3 separate regions of the Mus musculus genome follow, and all the other regions are linked to region 2. The links are chromatin contacts, called in public promoter capture Hi-C maps. All regions are on one chromosome and are shown on one strand. The core of a region is the stretch at or near the end of the contact, and the rest is flanking DNA. Distances in the headings are between cores, read along the strand shown.

What was found. Promoter capture Hi-C pulls out the DNA fragments that hold promoters and counts their contacts.
Region 1: a contact with region 2 is called in a promoter capture Hi-C map of cranial neural crest. The contact joins the promoter of Zkscan4 here to the promoter of Zfp184 in region 2. A contact is called at or near these places in 2 of 39 promoter capture datasets (cranial neural crest and pre-B cells) and 1 of 115 datasets of contacts at active chromatin or transcription factors (pancreatic cancer cells).
Region 3: a contact with region 2 is called in a promoter capture Hi-C map of pre-B cells. The contact joins the promoter of Zscan26 here to the promoter of Zfp184 in region 2. A contact is called at or near these places in 3 of 39 promoter capture datasets (cranial neural crest, maxillary cranial neural crest and pre-B cells) and 1 of 115 datasets of contacts at active chromatin or transcription factors (pancreatic cancer cells).

The regions. Positions count from the first base shown.
Region 1 is chr13:21,477,075-21,480,108 of GRCm38.p6, forward strand. Zkscan4 (zinc finger with KRAB and SCAN domains 4) reads left to right here and starts at 1,775. Exons shown (of 3, transcript NM_001039115.2): 1 at 1,775-2,435. The coding sequence starts at 2,019. It overlaps Gm40828 (a long non-coding RNA gene), which reads right to left and starts at 1,751. Exons shown (of 2, transcript XR_873159.3): 1 at 1,529-1,751; 2 at 543-1,149.
Region 2 is chr13:21,943,448-21,946,442 of GRCm38.p6, forward strand. It overlaps Zfp184 (zinc finger protein 184 (Kruppel-like)), which reads left to right and starts at 1,647. Exons shown (of 6, transcript NM_183014.1): 1 at 1,647-1,752; 2 at 2,109-2,352. The coding sequence starts at 2,346.
Region 3 is chr13:21,452,109-21,454,982 of GRCm38.p6, forward strand. It overlaps Zscan26 (zinc finger and SCAN domain containing 26), which reads right to left and starts at 1,619. Exons shown (of 6, transcript NM_001347491.1): 1 at 1,470-1,619.

The DNA.
Region 1 (3,034 bases), core at 525-3,024, 470 kb before region 2:
TGGAATTTTCTTGACTGATGATTGATGTTGAAAGAAACCCTCACTGTGCATGGTGCCATCTCTGGACAGGCAGTCCTGGGAAATACATGAGAGCAATTCAAATAAACCAGGGAGCAAGCCAGCAAGCATCATTCCTCTAAGGATTCTGCTTCACTTCCTGCCCTGACTTCATAATGGTCTGTGATTGGAACTTGTAAGCCAAATCACTTCGTTCCTTCCCAAGTTGCTTTTGGTCATGGTGTTTAGCACAGCAATAGAAACCCTAACTATGACAGGAGCCGAGTTCAAGTCACAACTGCCTGCAGCCCCAGGTCCAGGGGACCTGACGTCCTTGTCTGGTTTCTGCAAGCACTAGCACACATATGGTATTCACACAAACACATAAATAAAAATAAATCTTATAAAAACCATAGTACCATTCTAACAGTTAAGTTTCCAATAATTGCTTAGTATTCCTGAGTTCTAGTTTTCCCCAATGTCTTAGCTGTATCTTTTTACAGTGTTATGGGAAGCTTACCAGAGATGATAACTGAGACACAGTGTATATACAATCAAAGTCTTTATTCCAGCCAGCTGGGACCACATCCAAGTTTTGGGGGTGCATCTGGATGTGGCCCCCAGTGTCCAGAGCATGGGATTTTTGAGTGCAGAGACTTCATCAAGGCATCTCCCTCGGTAGCTGTAGTGGAGACCACAGGACAAGCAGTTCAAAGCAAGCAGTTTTAAAAGAATTTAAGACAAGCAGTTAGACAGCCGCAAAGAGATTCCACACAAATAGGCAGCTAAGATAAAGGCTTAGCTGGAGGGGTTTCCTGAACAAATAAGCAATTTCAACAAAGCTTAGGTAATTTAGCTAGGGCATTCTGATCATCCGTTCCTAGAATAGCACTGGGTAGTTTTCCATGGGATTCTACAGGAAGATCAGATTCCAGTTAAACCTCGAAACAGCCTCAGCAAGAATATCAGATGGAGGAAGCTTGCACCACCTCACCCATCACAACAGTTGTTTGGTTCTAGTCATGGCCGAAGTAAAGTTTGTCACGGCACCTGGCAGATCGGTCTATTGAGTTTCTTTTAGTTGATGACAGTTCACCTTTCTCAGGTTTGGGAGTGCTTGCATCTAACCTTTGTGTTAGTGTGTCAGCCAGGCTGTAGAGAAACAGGAAGAAATGAAGTTGGAATGGGATGTCCATGGGGTTGGGGACTAGAAAGTTTCTGGAAGTGCATAGAGGGAGTTTGGATGCTTGTAATGCACAAACTTTTTTGCTGAAGAGCTGGAAATCTCTAGTTATTTGGATAGGTGCCATAGTAGACTATACTGGCTCTTTACTGCCTATAGTGTCTTAAGAAGTGGTGGGAAGTAGGATCTTGAGTCCGTGTCTGGAGGATTCTTCTCTCAAGTAGTTTGGCCTGGAGTGGGAGGAAAGGGAGCAGCAGGAAGAGGACAGGACCAGGGACAGACAGGCCCCTTCAGACAAGTGAGTGTCCTGCTTCTTTCACGGTTTCTAAGACATACCAAATTTCTTACCTTTTCCCACCTGCATTCCCCATTCTGCAAAGTCTACTTGCCAGCTGAATTTTCGAGTCAGCACTGTAACAATTATGAAGGCAAGCTTTAGATCAGAAAGAACCAAGGGTCCCGGATAACTTACTTCCTCTGCTTAAACATATACTCCTGTGTTACCCATAGTCTACAATCCTTTCCCCAACAATAATGGGTTAATTTGGAAAGAACCACAGAGAAGCGCATCCTAGAGGGCGCCGGAAGTGGCTTGGGTTCCCACAATGCTTCCACCAGAGTCTGGATGTAGTTTATTTGCCCCGAGCATCCCTTGAGAATATTGTGGGTTTAGGGTGGAGTGCAGAAGACTAGGATTGTAGGTGACACCTCTGCAGCTGTGCCTTTGGTGACCCAGAGCACGAGGGGAGGGAGGAGATAGATCTAGTCTGAATTCCCATCTTGCGAGAATCTTCTGCAGATACAGCTTGTAGCTAGAGGAGCCTGGAGTTGGCACAGAATGGCTAGAGAACCCGGAACGTCCGCAGCCCTAAACGCTCGGTCTGCAGAAGAGGGCACTGGGCTTCTAGTGGTGAAAGTGGAACAGGAAGAGGCCTCCCCCTTGGCAGAGGAGACCAGTTGGCTGGGCAGTCCTGGGCCTGACCGCTCCCGCCAGCGCTTCCGTGCTTTCCGCTACCCAGAGGCAGCCGGACCCCGGCAGGCGCTGAGCCGGCTCCGCGAGCTCTGCAGACAGTGGCTGCGGCCAGACATGCACAGCAAGGAGCAGATCCTGGAGCTGCTGGTGCTGGAGCAGTTCCTGACCATCCTGCCAGGGGAGCTGCAGACCTGGGTGCGCGAGCAGCACCCCGACAGCGGGGAGGAGGTGGTGGCGCTGCTGGAGTACTTGGACAGGCAGCTGGATGACACACCTCCACAGGTAGAAGGAACAGGTTTAGTTAGACCCATGTCCTGTGCCTTTCAGAAACCAAGCAAGATCCAAGGAAGGCATTGCTTAGAGCCCGCAAAGTCTGTCTATGCTGGAAACCTGAGGCAACCAGCGAACTGACCTGGGCCCCTCAGGATAGTTAATCGCATAAAGGAAAATAAAAGGATTGTGGAAGAACTCGTTCCTAGTGAGGCTGGGGTAGAATGTGCCGAGCAGAGTGCTGAAAGGTTACATATGTACTTCTTGTTGTGTGGTGAGTAAGACACGAGGACAGGTTTGAGCAGTGGAATAGGCACAAATGACTTTGTAGGTGTTTTATTGGCTTGTCACGTGAAACAACATCTGCCGTGGCTTGCTGGCAGTCATATGATGCTTATGCCTCTCACACACACACACACACACACACACACACACACACACACACACACACACACACACAAATGTAGTTCTTCCTTTGACAGTGGAGAGGAATTCCACAGTTTTCTTAGAGCCTAGAATCTAAGAGTTTTTTTCTAGCCAAATTCTTGTATACCTTGTTTAAGAGTTTGGTAGAAAACAGGGTGTTTTTTACCTCTATCTTCTGACCTAAA
Region 2 (2,995 bases), core at 397-2,896:
AAAAAACAAAAAAACAACCAAAATTCCAAAATTGTCATTACAGTTTTCAAATATCTCCCAGTCTGGATTTTTCAGTGTAGTAAACAGACATGTGGTTGACTGTCCTAACCATGAGAATATATGAAAGATGACTGTAGCTGTTTCCCATGCACCTCACTTCCATCTGAGTCATCACTAGAATCTAATGTCTATATAGCATCCATTTTTTAAAGGCATTTGAGACTTTTTAAAAAATAATTTATTTATTATATGTAAGTACATTGTAGCTGTCTTTAGACACCAGAAAAGGGCCTCATATGTTACTACAGATGGTTGTGAGCCACCATGTGGTTGCTGGGATTTGAACTCAGGACCTCCTGAAAAGCTGTTAGTGCTCTTACCCGCTGAGCTATCTCACCATCCCCAGCATCCATCTTTTAAGAATAATTTAGTTTAAATGCTATAACTCAGTAATTCTTCTAGCTTCTACTCATAATCAAATTTCAAAGTCACTTTCATGTGTCCAGGCATTTATTTCAACAGAGCCCCATTCCCAGAACCAAAACCTGTGAGGTGCTCCTAGCCAGCAAACAGAAAAGCTAGTGTTAGAAGTCTGGTCCTAAGCATGCAGTCTTCTATAAATTCTAGTTCCAAGGGCTCCTACATCCTTTTCTGGACACCAAAGCATGTCCCTTCACATATGCCCACAAACAGACACATAAAATCAATTAAAAAAAAAAAACTAAACATGATTGCTGTTTGCATTCTCTTTTTTATCGAATGTCTTGTTGCAACCATTTCTCTAAATATCATCCCCTTTCCTTAAAGTTTTCATGTGTAGCATTATCATTTCCAGGTCTGGTGCTCTCAGCTAAGGAGGGGAGCCACTTTAGCCCTTCTGTCAAATAACTGGGGAGGAACAGAAGCCCTTAGATGAGTGGGCCACATCTTTGAAACATAAAAACCTATTTGTTGCAATCTTCTGTGTTCGTCTAGAGCACTAATGGATATGCTTTAAGTGCTAGGCAAGGAAACGTGCAGTATGTAAAATACTGTACCATCACCTTCTCCCGGCTTCTTTAGTATTTAAAAAAAAAATGAGAGTCGTTTTTCGAAGACATGAAAACGAAAAAATATTTTCAAAACGACAAATACCATATAAATGAGAATGCAGACCAACCAGGTAATAAAAGTAGGGTTGAACGATGAAATGTACGCTTGCATTTTGAAATTCTCTGTGAGGGGAGGTCAGATCCTTAGGAGGTGGAGAAGGTGGATCAGGATTTCAAGGCCAGCCACATGTATATAGCAAGTTCGAGACCAGCCTGAGGGGCATGGTACTGCCCCCAACATCTCCGCCCAAAACCCTGAGGGTGTGTGAATATTGGTTACAAACGCTATATATGGCCACCTCTGCTCACAATCCAAATCACTGGACACAAACGGTAGGCAGGTTCAACCTCCCGAGCCACCAGGAGGGACTGCAGCATTTGTGGAAACCTGGGAAAAGTAATTCAGAAACACTGCGCGTTGCATTCTGGGAATTGTGGTCCTTTGTGTTCCCCGGTGAGGCGCTCCTGTGTGTTGCGGGGAGGGGGAAACCAAGGGAAAGGGTCTACGCGACCGGAAGTGACCGCTAAGCCGACTGTGGGCGTGGAAAGGGGTGGGCGTTTGGCTCGTCCCACGGCGTAAACTCACAGCCTGAGTTTTGATGACCATCCCAGGTCATCTGGATCCAGGATCCTTGGAGTGCGTCACAAGACTGGAGTCCAGGTATCACCATGGCAACCACCAGCGCCTTGGGTGTGTGACGTCACCTTGCGGGCTCGCGTAGTGCGGCATGCGCGGGAGGAAGCCGGGGAGTCAGGGAAGGGGGCGCGCCTCCCCTCGGCGTTGCCGGGGACCGCGGGTTCCCCAAGGCTTTGTTCCTTTGTTCTGGGCCGGGCCAGCAAAATGCGGAGCAGCCCGCCTTTCTGGTGTGCCCCGCAACAGGTGTGTCTGGCCGCCTGGGAAAGTGGGAGATCGCAGACCCTGTGGAGGGCGGGTGGCCAAGACTAGGTGGGCGCCCAGAGTCTCTACTGCAGCGAGGCAGAGCTGTTCGCTCCCTATTCACTTTTTGTTTCTTGTAGCAATCCAAACTTCCCCTGTGCACGTCCGATCTTGGACAGGACCTCTTGGCTACTCTGTACGAGTCTGAGGTGCGACTGTAAGACGCGTGCTGCAGAGTGTATCCTGTGCCTGGTAGGCCAGTCTCGTAGAGCATAAGACACCTACTCTGGAAGGAGAGCGGGACATCCAAGTCCCAAACTGAAGCTGCCCAGGTATCCACGTGTCCAAGTTCTAGCGGAAGACGTAGAGCTCCTGGGATGGCAGGTAATGGCAATGGCCAGGGCAGAGAGGACTGGTGTATGGCGAACTGAGAGGTGGGAGGAAGAAGTAATGTGGCCAGGGGTAAAGAAACCTAATTACATCATCGAAAGAGGCTTGAAAGAATTAATTCTGAGTTCTGGACATCAGAATTTGAAAAGGAACAACAGTTCAGAATATCTGATCCTCTTGACATTTCTCTTTTATTACATTTCCGAATAGAAAACTTTAGTCAGAAAAAAAAAGGTGTTTTAACTTATTGCAAAGATTAGTTTTGAAATATCTTGCAGAAAGCAATTTTTTCAAGCTTGTTCTGGTGCAAGTGTGTGTGTGGACTTAAACTCACCATTTGGGTGCAAATGTTTCCTTGTTTTTTAGTTCCTTTTACTAACAGTGCCTAGTCCTGTAACCTGTGTGTAGATCTTAAAAGCACCAGATACTGTCAGTAATTTTACAATGATGCCGTTACCTGTGAATTCAGCTGTTAGAACTCCTAAGTTCCCTGTCAAGCAGCCTAAGTCTCATTTCCTATGATAGGTCCATATAAGATCGCTAGACTTCTTTGAGTAGTCTTTTCCTAGTTAGCATATTTCTTACATTGCAATGCCTAAAACTAAACAGTTCTTTAAATGTCCTTTTAAAAATACCT
Region 3 (2,874 bases), core at 369-2,868, 490 kb before region 2:
GTCTAAATTTTCCTTATGCTTTAATGACCAAACTTACCACTGTTGTTTGTTCTTGGTTCCTTATATATCCCACTCTTACAGGGAAAACCCTTTAACCTTTTTCTTATTGATTAGTCACAGCTCATGTCACAGTCAACAAGCCAACAGAGCTGCTCCACCTGTGCGTCCCTTGCTTAGTCAATCTCCACAGACACCACACTAAGAACGACCTCACACTACAGACGAAACTTGAAGAGTTGAAGAATTTATGATTTTACACAGGTTTCCAAGCTGATCTTCAGGGGTTTGTTTTTTTTTTTTTTGGTTTTGCCCCCCCCCCCTCCAGACCCCTTCCCCCATACACACACAGGGTTTCTCTGTGTAGCTCTGTTTGTCCGACAATTTGCCCTGTAGATCAGGTTGGCCTTGAACTCAGAGATCTGACTGCTTCTGCCTTCCAAACCTGGGATTAAAGACGTGAACCACCAACGGTGGACTGAACTTACCTTTGGTCCTTTTTTAAATCTACAGACCCCCGAATTATGAATTTATTTTTTCCTTCTCTCTCTTGTGTGTGTACATCTGATCCAGAAGCAAAAGCTGTGGGATCCACCTGGCCACAACTACAACAGTCAGTCTTCACTTCCTGCCAGATTTCCTGCCAGTTTTCCTTTTCCCCAAGGCTCTCACTCCCTAGCCCACAATGGGCAATTCTCCCAAGTGCTAGGATTATAGAAATTAGTCACTATGCTCAGATGCAGGTTTTTAATTGCACCCAACTTTGGTTTGCAACCCATTCTTGATTTCATTTCTGCTCATCCTCTAATCTATGCACATTATGGGTGTCCAATTACAAGACCTGTCTGAGTATGTCCTTCTATCACCCAAGACCAAGTTCCTCACACAACCAAATGGCCACTTTGTTCACTTACTTATCCTCTGTGGCAATCTTATTCACTGCGCTCGAAATACCCTGGTGCCCTCGTTAATCCCTAAATAAGACAGACAAGCTCCAGCTTTAGGGCCTCTGTATTCGCTGTTCTCTCACGTATGCCTTTTAAAGCCGCCTCTGTCTACCCATCTATTTCGGATTATCTACTCAAATATTCTATTTACTTACAGTGGTAACTACTTAAACATGCAGAAGCCATGTGTGGCAGCTCCAGCTTATGAGCTCAGAGCTCGGAGATAGAAGGATAAACAGGAGTTCAAATTAAGAGTATACGCCGCCAAATGATGAGGCCAACACGGGCTTCACGAAACGCTCTTAAAACCAAACAACAACAAACAAAAAAAGGGGGAAAAATCCCTCACAACAAAATAAAGCAACAGAACCCAGGAGTGCTGGCAATCTCAGCCATCAGAAAGCTGAAGTAGGAGATACGCTGGAGCTTGCAGTCAGCTTGAGCTGCGCAACAGCAGGAAACCGCCTCACCAACTACGTCCTGAGCTCCCTCCCTCTCCCATGCCCCGCAGCTTCCGTCACGCACCAGCTTCTGGTCCTCCCAGCTCCGAGGTGTGGAGAGTTTCTGTGTATCAACCAGACCCTCCGCTCGAGAGTCCCAAGTTTGCGGGTTCTCTCTCCGCTGGAACCCGATCACCGTACGTCCCCCTCGCCCTGGTCGCAGGGTCAGTCACACGTCTCTCAAAATCTGCGTTCCAGCCCAGTAGTTTCCGGCTCCGCTCTAGGACGATGGGAGGACCAGGACTCAACTCGGTGGTGTCCTGACTGGGTCTAAGTTGAAAGATTTCATTTACATAAATCAGACCATTTCGTTTGACTGTTTTCACACAGAGATGTCATCTCTATCACTAGAATAACAAAGCTCGGGCTGTAATCACAGCCACCAGCAAACAGACACAGCAATTGAATCTTTAGGTTGGGCTTTAGGCAAAAGCTGGCATGATCATGTAGGTTGGATTCTAGAGAACCAAAGTTAATTATTAGTGCTCAAGTTTATTCTTCATTCCCCACCCTTTTGCCACCAAGTTCCAAAGACTCCTATCTGTGCCTTCTTTATTTGGTTGCCTGAGTGTAGGGTTTAGAATTTAGAATTCAATGATATTTGAAGAGAAGTGGGGTAAAGATATGCCGATTTTCTTTCTAAAGTTTCTATGTTATTGTTGTTGTTGCTGCTGCTGCTGCTGAAAAAAAAAGTGGAAAAAAAAAAGTGAAGTTCACTTTGTTATTTTAAGCTTATCTTGTTTGACTTCGAACGAAGGCACTCAACAGAGCTTAGTCTGGTTAATGTATAGTGGTGTCAGTTATATGCTTTGCAGTCTGCTAAGCCAATGGTGTGTAAAGCTAACTCAGAACAAACATGTCAGAACAAACACAGCTTTAAGATGTTTTGTGTGCAGATTAACTCAGAGCAAACAAATCATCTGTTTAAGTCCTTCCTATAGTGTCTAACACAAAGTCCCCTACCACCCTTCCCTCCCCTATAATCCCCCTTGTTAGCCATTTACTTTGATAAATAGGCCACAGTTTGAGGTTCACCTCCAATCATTTGAGTGAGAACTCACATTAGGACTCCATCCTTTCCATGTTGACTGAAAAGACTTTTGCAAGCCCCAAATTCCCATGGTAGGAGCAGATGTCAAATCCCCTTTTAAAGGTTCCAAACCCATAACTATTTCTGGGTCCATTCAAAATTTCATAAAGGGGCTTAGCCATAGAGTCAAAAATTGGGACCAAATTCTACAGTAGCCTGTCATACCCAGGAATATGTTAAATTGCCTGAGAATTGCAAATTTTTGTTCCCCGTTTGTCTAACTGTTAGTCACTGCTTTCCAAGCAGACTCTTCTTTCCAGGCTAGAGGAGGAAACCCAGTAATTCCTCAGCCCGCTGACAGATTTGGGCCCTGCAGGCTAACAGTCCTGGTAAATGGTTT